Regions from separate parts of the Mus musculus genome. Here all the other regions are linked to region 1. A link is a contact called in public Hi-C and promoter capture Hi-C data. All regions are on one chromosome and are shown on one strand. Each heading gives the region's core, a stretch centred on a gene start, on an enhancer-like site or on the middle of the called end of the contact. The rest is flanking DNA. Distances are from core to core; before and after follow the strand shown.

Region 1 (3,912 bases), core at 954-3,453:
ACGTGGGGGCTTCCTCATCCTTACCGATTCGGTTTTTTCATTTGAGTTTTGAAGACTGCCTCTCCCCTACTTCTAGCTGCTCCTCTAGGGCTCGACTCCAGAGGCTCAGCCACTCCCTTCCACGCCCAGGAGAGGGGCGCTCGCCACTCACTCCTGGATGGCATGGTATCCCTGCTCCGTCTGCCTGGCTGCCGCGGGGGGCCACCTTCCTAAGCCAGTCTCCCCTTTTTATGACTCCTTCCCAATGACCCAGTATTCTAGATTTCTTGAGGACTCGCTCGCTTCCTTCACTGGGCTCCGCCTGCCGGCTCGCGCGCTCTTTTACGCCCCCAAGCAAAACACTCGTGACACCTCCGGGCTCATTTTCCGCACCCTCTCTGCTCCTCTCTAGAGTCCTTCTCCCAACAACGTCGCTTTCCTTTTTCACTTGTAACCCCGTAGTGACTCCACAGATCACACTCTCTAGCGTGCGCCTGTCGCTTTCTGAGAGTAAGCCCACTAGAGATTTTATTTGGCAGTTCTAGGGTACCCATCCCCTAGGTTTTCTCTCCATCTCACGACCCGGTCTGGGGTCGGCTTTCCACATTGCATCTCCATTCCGAAATGTTGGACACCTTCCATTCTCTTGAGCTGGGTTCTACCTTTCTGGAAAGAGACCACCCAGCGAGCCCTGCATTTTTAGGCACCATTAGGGGAACTTAAAACAAAACCTGCCAAATGCTCCTCTTCTAGAGGGGACTCTCCCCACGACCTTGCTTTTCTAGGAGAGGATCACTTTGGCAGGCTGTCTATTCCTCTCAAAGACACCTGGGGTACGGGAAAGTGCCAGCCTCTTTGGGACACCCACACAGTTGTCCCGGTGCCCCCAGGGCTCCCCTTCCTCCAGCCAGTTTCCTCTGAGGGTAATTTCCTCCCGGTGACCCCTGCACTCCGGCGCCCCCTGGGGGCTCCCTCCTGGCTCCCCGGCCCCTCGGAGCTCACCGTTGTTGCGGTCCACCATTAGCACGCGGGTGACCTCTTTAGCATAGTAGTCCGCTTCGGGCTCCGGCTCTGGGTCGGCGCTCTCGCCTGCCACCCGGTCGCGGGTGCTGTTGTACAAAGCGAGCACCGCCTCGGGCAGCGGGCCGGGCGGTACCTCCCCCTGGCTTGGGGGACTGGCGAGCCTTAGTTTGGACAGGATCTGGCCACGGATGGCTTCGATGCGCTTCCGTTTCACCAGCTCCATGTCGATGGTCTTGCAGGTGGAGAGTCCCGCGGCTGGCCTCCCGGGCGTCAGCACTAGAAGCCACGGGAGTGGGAGCAGAAGCGGCAGTAGCCGCAGCCCCGAGGGCGGCATGGGGGAGGCGGCGCCCCACGGCACTTCGGAGAGCGGGAACCCTCGGCAAAGGTGGGATGCGGAGGCCCCGCCCCTGCAGGGCTTGTGGGGTGGGGTCTCCCAAGGAAAGGTAGGTGATAGTCCTGAATAATTTGAGGTTGAGGGAGAAAGCAGCAGGAGTCGCGGTGAGGCTCTGACACCAAGGTGTCTCAGTATACCACCAGGGTAAAAATCGAGATGAGCGCTCTCTGAGATCCAAAAGTGGGTGTTCTTAAATAGGGGAGCTACTGCCAGCAGGTCCGAGGGAGATCTGCCTCTCGGGGGAGAGAGGGTCCTGGGATGCGAGGGACTCAAGAGGCAGGCTGGGGGGAGGGCGGCGTGCAAGGGGTGCGCCCCAGCTTTGGGGTGAAGTCTTCGCGGGAGGCGGGGTTTGTGGCTCCCGAGGGCTGGTCCGGAATAGGGGCGTCTGAGGAACGCCGGGTAGCGATCGAGTGTCCACGACGGTGAGCAGGGCTGTCTGGAGTCCTCAGGTCCTGCCTCCTTGCGAGACAGCGCAGTGCCAAGAAGTCCCCACGTCTCTGACTTGCAGTAGCAGCGGAAAAGTCTCAAAACTTTTTTCCTCTTCTCTCAACCAGCTCGTCCCTCCTCCCACTCCTCCTCCCCCTCCTCCCTGCGGCGGCGGCTGGTCTCAGACTCTGGGGCCTCGGACGGCTCCTCGGCTGCTCCTTTGCCGGCTCCCAGCGGAGGCCGACTCCGAGTGCGGCTCAGAGCCGGGGGTGCCCCGAAGGGGCGTCCCCCCTGCCCCGGCCGGGGGCCTGGCTGTCTGGAGGATCCGCGGCGGGAGGAGGAGGGGGACGGCCTGGGGCGCGAAGGGCGGCGGCGGCGGCGGGACCGGCTGGGGCGGCGGGGGTTTTGAAGCCGCCCCGGCCCCACCCAGGAAGCGCGCGCGGGGCGGGGGCAGCCCCAGGGGGAGGGCATGGGGGGGCACTGTCTTCATCTTAGCGTGGGCGGGCTCCAAGGGGGGTCCCTTCAGCCCTGCGGGGAGGGGGCGGGCACCCCGGCCTCGCCCCACCTCCAGGGTGCTGCCTCCTGGCGGCGGAGCACTACTAAAGCCGGTGACCAACCAAAGCGCCCCGGTGGATTTGGGAGTTGTTGAAGGGTCAAAGGAAAAATTGGGACTTCGTGAGAAAACAGAGTCCTGTATTAGAAGTGGGGACCTAGGCGGTGGAGAGCGAAAGGCAGGGGCAGACTTTGCGGATGAGAGTGTCAAGGAGAGTGAAATAAGGAGACCGACGTCTGAGAGCTTTAGCGGATACAAGGAGGCACCTTACCCATGAGAAATACACGCTTTTATTAAGTGCCCCCGACAGTCCAAACAGTGGGCCCTGCTCATGTCCCTCCAACCCACAGCCCTTTCTACCCCGTAGTTCAGTGGAGCATGGGCCACAGGGGAGTTCCTGGCCTTGCAGTCCATGGCATAGGGGCCATGACTTGGGGGTGATCAGGACTGACAGTCTCCAGAGTCCACGTGCCTGCTTCACTGCTGTGCCATTATGTGCTCAGTGGATGATGGCGATTAGTAGCAATGAAGTCCCTCAACACTCCACTCCATAGCGATCGAAGTGGCGCAGCAGCAGGCCGATACCAAGGTGCACTGTGCCACCCGCGGCCGTGTGCAGGCGGTAGCGGTCAGCCCCGCTGTAGATGGTATCTGCGTGCAGCAGCTGTGGCCCACCACCCACGAAAGCCCGTGCTAGCTGCTCCCTCCAACTGCCCAGGGGCCTCCATGTAGGGCAGTCCAGCTGATGAGTGCCTGGGCTGCTAGGCACATGGCAAAAGCCATAGCCAGCAAGCTGGCAGCGGCCAAAGCTGTCCTGGGACCACACCTGGAGATGGAGTCGAGGCCAACCTGCGGGAGGAGAGGCGTTAGAGAAAAGGACAAAGGGGCAGAACCCTGCTCCCGGGTTCCCAGCATTGAAACCACTGGAGACCTCGCACAGTACTTTTACCTTGGATTATTGCCTGAATTTCCTCTCTGGGTTCTCATCTCCCACTCACTCCACATAGTAGTCACAGGAATCTAGAGCAATCCACATTACCCTCTTGCTCAAAACCCTCCCATGACTCCCCTGGGCCACAGAACAAAGTCCAACCTCTCAAGTCAAGTCTGGCCTCGTCTGACCTCCCTTTGTGGTCTCTTCACTCTCCCAGGCCCCCAGGTCAGCACCTCAGCTTAGACCCCTTCCGCCCTCCTCCTCATGGACTTGCTTTGCTCTCACGCACCTGACTCAGATTTCCTTTCTTCCCCAGTGGAGCCATCTCTCCCCTTCGTTAGGTTTCTAGTGGCCTCAATGCACAGCTGAGTGTCCCAGCCTGACAGTCCAATGCTTGGAGATGCAGCCCAGCCCCCCCCCCCCCCAACCCTAAGCCCTCCCCTGGCAGGCCCTGTTCTCCAGGCTGGGGACACAGCAATGAACACAGCAGACAAAAATTCCTGCCCCGTGAAGCTGACATCCTAGACAACCAACATAGTAAATAAGTAAATTATAGGGTATGTCATATGGTGATAACCGCTCTGGGGAAAAACAACAGCCAGA
Region 2 (3,912 bases), core at 835-3,334, 210 kb before region 1:
GGAGAAGGAGAAGGAGAAGGAGAAGGAGAAGAAGAAGAAGAAGAAGAAGAAGAAGAAGAAGAAGAAGAAGAAGAAGAAGAAGAAGCTGCTGCCTGCCTGTGGAATATGTTCTTCTAGCTGGACTGCCTTATCTGGCTGCAGTGGAAGAGGGTGGTGTGCCTAACCCCGCATAGACTTGATGTGTTGTGGTGGGGATACCCAGGGAGCCTCCAACCTCTCAAAGAAGAAAGGGAGGGGTGAACGACACCCAAATTAACTAATTAATTAACAAATTTGTTAATTTGTTGATTGATTGATTAATTACTGGGAAGTTGGCATGGGACTTTGGGTGTCCCCCGACTAAGTTAATTAGTTAATTAATTAATTAATTAGGGAAAAATATCACCTTCACTACAGGGGAAAGATGCACCATTTTGGATGCTACCACCGCTCCCTGTGGGTCTGTGGGCAGTGGTGGCGCTGGCTGTGGAAGGGAGTCAATTACTTTCATGGTATGGTTACTCCTAACTTCATGTTTCAGTAAATAGTTCCCGCCCATGGTCATGAAGTTGTCAGCATCTCATCTTTTACTCACCAACCCTCCCACCTGAACCTAGAGCCCAGAAGGCATCCATCCTTTTGCTTCATACTAAGTTATCTCCAAGAAATAAACCACACATCAACCCACCCTGAACGACCCTAACTAAACTCAGTGGGTAAAAACATAAAAGGGGCATCAAGGTAGGAAGAGGCATGTTGGCCAAAAGAAGGGTTTCTGTGAGAGAAAGAGGGAAAGGAGGGGTCACAGATGACAAAGGTCCAGCATATGTGTACATTGAATTGTCAATGGATTTCTTAAAATAAATCAGGTAGGATGTTGGCTTGACCTTTCCTCACACATGGGAGGCATGTGTTTAAAACATGTGTGGCAGTGTGTGGCGACACACTTATCATTCCAGAGGCTAAGGTAGGAGAATCATGAGTTGGGAACCAACCTAAAAAATAAAAACAGGAGCCGGGCGTGGTGGCCCATGCCTTTAATCCCAGCACTCGGGAGGCAGAGGCAGGTGGATTTCTGAGTTCGAGGCCAGCCTGGTCTACAGAGTGAGTTCCAGGATAGCCAGGGCTATACAGAGAAACCCTGTCTTGAAAAACCAAAAAAATAAAAAATAAAAAAAAAATAAAAACAGGGACAGACCCCATCTCAAAAAATAAGTTAATATAACTGGATTTGCCACTAGTGCTGGGAAGGGGAGGGATCTTTTAAAAGCCAGGTGGTAACAAATACAAGGTTCAAAAGTGTGATCTCCACAGCTACGGCGAAGAACAGAGGGATGGGACTTATAGTCACTACCTCAGCTCTCTCATGAAAGGCAGGATCACGGATGCTGATTACAGATGCTGTAAGCAAGTGGTAATTAAACATGAAACACTGTGTGTGAAGCACCAATATAGACACTGATAGGTCAGTGCCAAGCCAGGGGCTGGAATAAACTGATAACACTCCTACCCACCCCTCCTCCTGTTCTGCCTCTCTTCCCCTTTGTCCTAGAACACCTCAGGCTAATCTCTTGCTGGCAGAAGCAAGCCTTCATGTTGATGCCTCTGATATTTTTCTTTCTCTTCTGGAACAGACAAGCTCCAAGGAGTGAAATTCTGCACGCTCACACCTCAACGCCTCTACGCCTCTCGAAGCCCAAGCACAAGTGCCCCCACACAACTCCAACGTAGCAAGATTTGCCTGTCTATCTGAGTACCATCCACCACAAATCAGCATCTCACCCTCCCCTCAGCAACCTTCCCACCTGAACCTACACCGTGGAAGGAGTCTCTTGCTCTTCCTGATGAGTGACCTCCGAAAACAAAAGCAGGGGGAAACCCACACTAAGACCTCATATTGTTCTCACCTGAATAAAAGACTTGAGGAGGCCTCCTCTGTCCATCTGCAAGAGGTTCCCCAAGAGGGGCAGGGGACGGGGTCCTGGTGGGAAGTTGCCACGGGACTTTGGGTGTCCCCTGGCTAAGAGTAACAAGAAGCCCACAAGGAGAGCAAGGAGGAGCAGGACACTGGGCTCCATGGTCCTGGTCTAACCAATGTTGACTTCACTCCACGCTCCAGCAGGATCTTTTATGCTGGCCCCGCCTCTCCACTCAGTTATGCAACTTCAGCTGTTCCCGCCTCCTGTCTCTCATTGTCCAGAGCGTGAGGAGCCATAGCAACTCCCTGCTTTGGCTGCTCACTCCTCATTCCCTTACCCTCACTGTAGATGTTGGCAAGGACACCATGAAACAGATACATAGGACAAAAGGGCACTGGGAGTGATGCTTCTTGTTTTATGGAGGTGGGTGTGCCCTTGTCAGCTCAGTTTTGTCTGTTCACTTACTGGGACAAGAGACTGCGGGTGTGCTGTACGCTTTTAATACCTGAAAGGTCATTTCTGAGATGAATGTACGGATGTGTATTTCTGTGTCTGAGTCTAGATGTGCTACCTAATCTATTCTTACATGTCTGGGGTGTATTTACATGTCTAATCTTAAATTATGGAGGCCTCTCTGTATGTTCTTTATGTCCTGGGTAAACGTGATTACATTTGGCTTGACAAGAGTAGTGTCCCATGATCTTTTGTTTGTCTCTGCCTGTTCATTCCCTGATCCAGGTTTTTTTAAGGTCTGCAGATATAATTTCTCCAGAGCCCCCATTTCACTCTCTGGCCCATGATAGCCATAGATGGGAGAAAAGGGAGGAGAAAAAAGGAGAGGCAAGAGAGTAGTGAGGCTCAGAAGTCAGGTGGACAGAGGCGAAACCTGGCAGAGCAGATGGAGCTCCTGGGTTTCTGGACTGGCTAGCTTTTGTGTCAACATGACACATGCTGTAGTCATTTGAGATGAGGGAACTTCAATTGAGAGAATATATCCATAAAATCACACTGAAGGCAAGCCTTTAGAGTGTTTTCTTAATCAGCGATTGGATGTTGGAGGGCCTAAGTCACCGTGGGAAATTTCATCCCTGGACTGGTGATCCTGGGTTCTATAAGAAACCAGGCTGAGCAAGCCATGATGAGTAAGCAGCATCCCTCCATGGCCTCTGCATTGCCTCCAGCTTCCTGCCTTGTGTTCCTGCCCCGACTTCCTTGGATGATAAACTATAAATTGCAAGCAAAATATATCCTTTCCTCCCCAAGTTGCCTGTAGAAGTTTTATCACAGAAATAGAGACCCTAACTCAGATTGTCTCTGACCACTGTGTCTAAGGACAAATGGTTCCACTCATCCTCCTTGTTGTTTTCACAGCACAGGAAGTTCTCTGACCTTCCCTCTTGCTAAAAGGAAATAAAAAGCTAAGAGGGAAATAGAAAGTTCTTAATTAGCCCACCAGTACAGGGGTAACATTGATCCGCTCAGAACATGTTCTATTTCGAATGCAAAAATCTGTCTCAGAAGTTCATGTTTCAACACTATACCTAACTGATATTATTTGGGGAGGTGGCAGGACACTTAGGGCTAAAGCTTGCAAGAAAGAAGTAGGTTGCTGGAGGTAACCTAATGAATTATAACTTTACTGAATCAATCTCTCTCTCTCTCTCCCTCTCTCTCTCTCTCTCTCTCTCTCTCTCCCTCTCTCTCTCTCTCTCTCTCCCCTTCTTCCTCCCTCTCTCCTTCCTCCTCCTTCTTCCATCTCTTGTACATAAGAACAACCACAAGCTCCAACATCTAGACCAAGCCCCAAATGCCATACCTCCCCTGCAATGAAACTGAGAGGAAATAAATCCTTCTCCTCAGTTGCTTGGTAGCAGGAATTTGGGAGAAAGAGTCTCACTGTCCATCCTAGGTTCCTGGTCCTTCTGCCTCTACATCCCAGGTGTCAGGATTTCAGGTTTGTACTACCATATCCAGCTATCTGTTTTAGCTACATCTTTATAGCTCAAACTGGTTG
Region 3 (3,912 bases), core at 975-3,474, 160 kb before region 1:
TGATAAGTGGATATTAGCCCAGATACTTAGAATACCCAAGATATAAGATACAATTTGGGAAACTCATGAAACTTAAGAAGAACGAAGACCAAAGTGTGGACACTTTGCCCCTTCTTAGAATTGGGAACAAAACACCCATGGAAGGAGTTACAGAGACAAAGTTTGGAGCTGAGACAAAAGGATGGACCATCTAGAGACTGCTATATCCGGGGATCCATCCCATAATCAGCCTCCAAACGCTGACACCATTGCATACACTAGCAAGATTTTGCTGAAAGGACCCTGATATAGCAGTCTCTTGTGAGACTATGCCGAGGCCTAGCAAACACAGAAGTGGATGCTCACAGTTAGCTATTGGATGGATCACAGGGCCCCCAATGGAGGAGCTAGAGAAAATACCCAAGGAGTTAAAGGGATCTGCAACCCTATAGGTGGAACAACATTATGAACTAAACAGTACCCCCTGAAGCTTGTGTCTTTAGCTGCATATGTAGGAGAAGATGGCCTAGTCGGCCATCAGTGGAAAGAGAGGCCCATTGTTTGCACAAACTTTATATGCCTCAGTACAGGGGAACGCCAGGGCCAAGAAGTGGGAGTGGGTGGGTAGGGGAGTGTGGGGGAGGGTATGAGGGACTTTTGGGATAGCACTGGAAATGTAAACGAAGAAAATACCTAAAAAAATTTTTTTAAAAAAGAAGTTGTACAGCAAGAAGGAATACCCATACATTTCAGACTCCAGTCTTCTATAAATTCCATCATTGCCTGTGCCTATTGTTTAATAATAAAATAAAATGAAATACAGAGCCTGATGCTTGACTATTCAGGGCAGAAGCTATGAAACAGTAACTGCATTTGCTAAAATATCCTGAGGCTTCAAGAGCTTCAAAACTGGCTTTCAGCATTCCCACTGATGTCTGCTTAGGATAAATTAGCAAGAAGCTTACATAATAAAAACGTGCCACAAAATTGTAAATTTTGAATTTAATCTCAGGAGACTGGGAGGAATTATCAATATGGAGACTGCCCATGGACCTTAGAAATGCTACTATATTAGTCACGTCTTCTCCCTTAGGTAAGCTGTTTAAAGGAAGAACTTTTTATTTCAGTTCAGTTTCAGCCTTTAGGTTGCCATGAATCGGGGCATAAATGGAGAGCAGGCATGGCAGGGCAAAGCTACTCATCTCATGATGGTCAGAAAACAGAGAAAGAAGAGGACACCAAAAAGACACAGCTTTCAAAACACACCCTGACCTAAGTCTCCAATAGGTCCCACCTGTTGCCTACCATCACGTCCTAATAATGACATTAGAACTGAGACCATCAATGGATTAATCTACTAAGTAGGTCACAACCTTCATGATCCCATCCCTTTCCCAAAACTCAGTTCTGAGCATTGCATCGACACAAAGCTGTCCATACATGATTATGGGGAGGAAACATTATACCCAAACCATACTGATCATGTAGGACAGATTTTCACTGTGTATCCTAAAGTTTTTTAAAATTTAATAAAAGTCGATATCAAACATTAAAAAAAAAAAAAGTGCCCTTTCCTACTCTGCTGTTCAGAGTCAATTCTTTTTTTTTCCCCTTCCCCCCTCCCCTTTTTTTTAAAATTTCATTTTTGGCTTTTCTTGACATTTTGGCTTTTCTGTGTGGACCTGGCTATCCTGGAACTCACTCCGTAGACCAGGCTAGCCTCGAACTCACAGAAATCCACCTACCCCTGTCTCCCGAGTACTCGGATTAAAGGCATGTGCCACCAGCGCCTGGTCAGTTTCTTGAATCAATCAGCCAGTTTCACCACACTGTACTGTATCGGAGCTTCGCATTGATTTAAGCAGCTGCATCGACTGCCTGAGCCTCCGTCTATCTTGAAAGGGAGAATCTAAAGCACATTCTCCTCGGGACTTCTTTTAAAAGATCTGTTTTCTTTTTAATTATTTGTATGCACGGGGAACTGTGCAAATGAGTGTGGGTGCCCATAGAGCCAGGAAGGCATGGAGCCTGGAGGGGTTGTTACAGGCAGTTGTGAGTACCCTTGTGTGGGTGCTCGGCACTAAACTCAGTCCTCTGCAAAAGCAGTATGCATTCTTAACACCCGAACCACCTCTCCACCCCTCCTCGGGACTTTTGAGAATTGAGTGAGAGGTGTAGTTCTCTCCCCTTAGTCGTCCTCTCACAGACGCGAATTTTACTCTCTCCCAGTCATCTACGAACTAACAGCGCCACCTGGTGGTGTGGAGGCTCTTATCTTTGGCGGGGTTACAGGGAACTAGACTTAAAAAGGAGTATACAGAGAAGGTTTCTCACTGGAAGAGAGAGACCTGAGGAATATTTAGTCTTGTCTGTGGGTGTCATGGATTTTCAAAAAACGTGGTTCTGTCTGAGCACCGTTATATCTGTGGAACGCTATATGTAAAAGGACAGGGAAGGTCTGGGGTTACTGGAATCTAGCCTGAAGTCAGAAAGTATTCAGTCTCTCTGGGCAGTATCAAGGATTGGTCTAGCCCCTACTTGGGTACCTGTGTAGTTGGGATGATGTTTAGGAATGTAAATGGATGAAAATATTCAACTTGCTGCTTTACAGACAAGAGCCTAAATTAATCTAGTTTTTTTTTTTTTCGTTTGTGTGTTTGGTTGGTTTGGTTTGGGGTTTTTTGTTCATTTTGTTTTTTATTTTTTGTGGTTTGTGGGGGTTGTTTTCTTTTTCTGTTTTGTTTTGGTTTTTTTTGTTGTTGTTGTTGTTTTTGCTTTTCAAGACAGGGTCTCTCTGTAGAGCCTTGGCTGTCCTGAAACTTGCTAGGTAGATTAGGGTGGCCTCAAACTCATAGAGATCTGCCTGCCTCTGCCTCCCTAGCCCTGGTATTAAAGGCATGTGCCACCACCACCACCACCCAGCTTTTGAATCTACCTTTAAAAAAAAATAAAAGTCCTCAGTAAATATATAGCAATAACATAATGTTATTCTGAATACTATATATAAATGTAAAATGAGCATAGATATAGATAGTTACAAATACAAGCAAATTATATAGATGATATCTGTAACATACGAATAATCTAGGTATATATGAGAGATAAGAGATTGTAAAGACATAAATGGCATATCGATTATTCAGATAGACAGATAGCAGGCTGGCAGAATGGGCCAAGTGCTCACCTAGCATCCACTAACTGAGTTTAATTCCCAGCTCCGCACAACTGAGCATTAACTGAGCGTGGTGGCACACACCTGTAACGGCAACACTTGGGAAGTGAAGGCAAGAGGACCAGGAGGTCACGGTTATCCTTGGAGTGTGTGTGTCTGTGCTTGTAGGTGTGTGTATGTGAGTATGTGTGAGAGTGTGTCTGTGTGTGTGAGTGTGCCTAGGTGTGTGTGTCTGAGTGGGTGAGTGGGTGAGTGGGTGCGAGTGTGCCTCTGTGTGTGTGTGTGTGTGTGTGTGTGTGTGTGTGTGTGTGTGTGTGTGTGTAAAATACACATGATAGGGATGTGAAATAGATATAGATCTTACTGGCATGGTGAAGTATGCATGTGATTCCAACATTTGGAATTTTTGCAGTTTCAAAACCTCACCTCAAGAAAAAGAAAATTTAGGTCAAGCATGACACCACATGGCTTTTAATCTCAGCACTCAGTAAACAGAGACAGGAGGATTGCCACAAATGGGAGCCAGTCTGGTGTAAGTTAAAGGCCAGCCAGAATAACAAGGAGATCCGTCCTTTAAAAAAAGAAAAAAAAAATAGATGCAGATAACACAGAGAAGACAAATGCCACCCCATATGATGTAGATATCTTAGAGAACCAAAGTCTTTCTGGATGTGGTGGTTCTATTGTATCAGCACGGGGGAGCTAAAGCAAGAGGATGGTCACTCCCTAGACTACATAGTGCAACTTGCAAAAAGGACTAA

Evidence for each region. Promoter capture Hi-C pulls out the DNA fragments that hold promoters and counts their contacts. A called contact is a pair of places that touch in the nucleus more often than the background predicts.
Region 2: a Hi-C map of embryonic stem cells shows a contact between it and region 1, with 5 times the contacts expected there. The contact joins the promoter of Cyp2b10 here to the promoter of Tgfb1 in region 1. A contact is called at or near these places in 1 of 39 promoter capture datasets (stem cell-derived epiblast-like cells), 1 of 15 datasets of contacts at CTCF or cohesin (embryonic stem cells), 4 of 484 Hi-C or Micro-C datasets (all in embryonic stem cells), 3 of 115 datasets of contacts at active chromatin or transcription factors (embryonic stem cells and pancreatic cancer cells) and 1 of 9 other capture datasets (pancreatic islet).
Region 3: a contact with region 1 is called in a promoter capture Hi-C map of embryonic stem cells, with 4 times the contacts expected there. The contact joins the enhancer-like site here to the promoter of Tgfb1 in region 1. A contact is called at or near these places in 6 of 39 promoter capture datasets (cranial neural crest, embryonic stem cells, liver and 1 more), 2 of 484 Hi-C or Micro-C datasets (embryonic stem cells and nephron progenitors), 4 of 115 datasets of contacts at active chromatin or transcription factors (embryonic stem cells, memory CD8 T cells and pancreatic cancer cells) and 2 of 9 other capture datasets (adipose tissue and liver).

What each region holds. Positions count from the first base shown.
Region 1 is chr7:25,685,293-25,689,204 of GRCm38.p6, reverse strand. Tgfb1 (transforming growth factor, beta 1) reads right to left here and starts at 2,203. Exons shown (of 7, transcript NM_011577.2): 1 at 982-2,203. The coding sequence starts at 1,336. B9d2 (B9 protein domain 2) reads right to left here. Exons shown (of 4, transcript NM_001362154.1): 4 at 2,643-3,224. The coding sequence ends at 2,911.
Region 2 is chr7:25,895,830-25,899,741 of GRCm38.p6, reverse strand. Cyp2b10 (cytochrome P450, family 2, subfamily b, polypeptide 10) reads right to left here and starts at 2,084. Exons shown (of 9, transcript NM_009999.4): 1 at 1,887-2,084. The coding sequence starts at 2,057.
Region 3 is chr7:25,846,488-25,850,399 of GRCm38.p6, reverse strand. No RefSeq gene overlaps it. Among named protein-coding and RNA genes, the nearest start is that of Gm46015, 10 kb to the right of the region's middle. Within about 2 kb of position 2,224, at least 85 of the 459 cell types and tissues checked have an H3K27ac peak or open chromatin away from gene starts, as enhancers often do. A contact at or near this core is called in adipose tissue, embryonic stem cells, liver and 3 more, where this site is marked.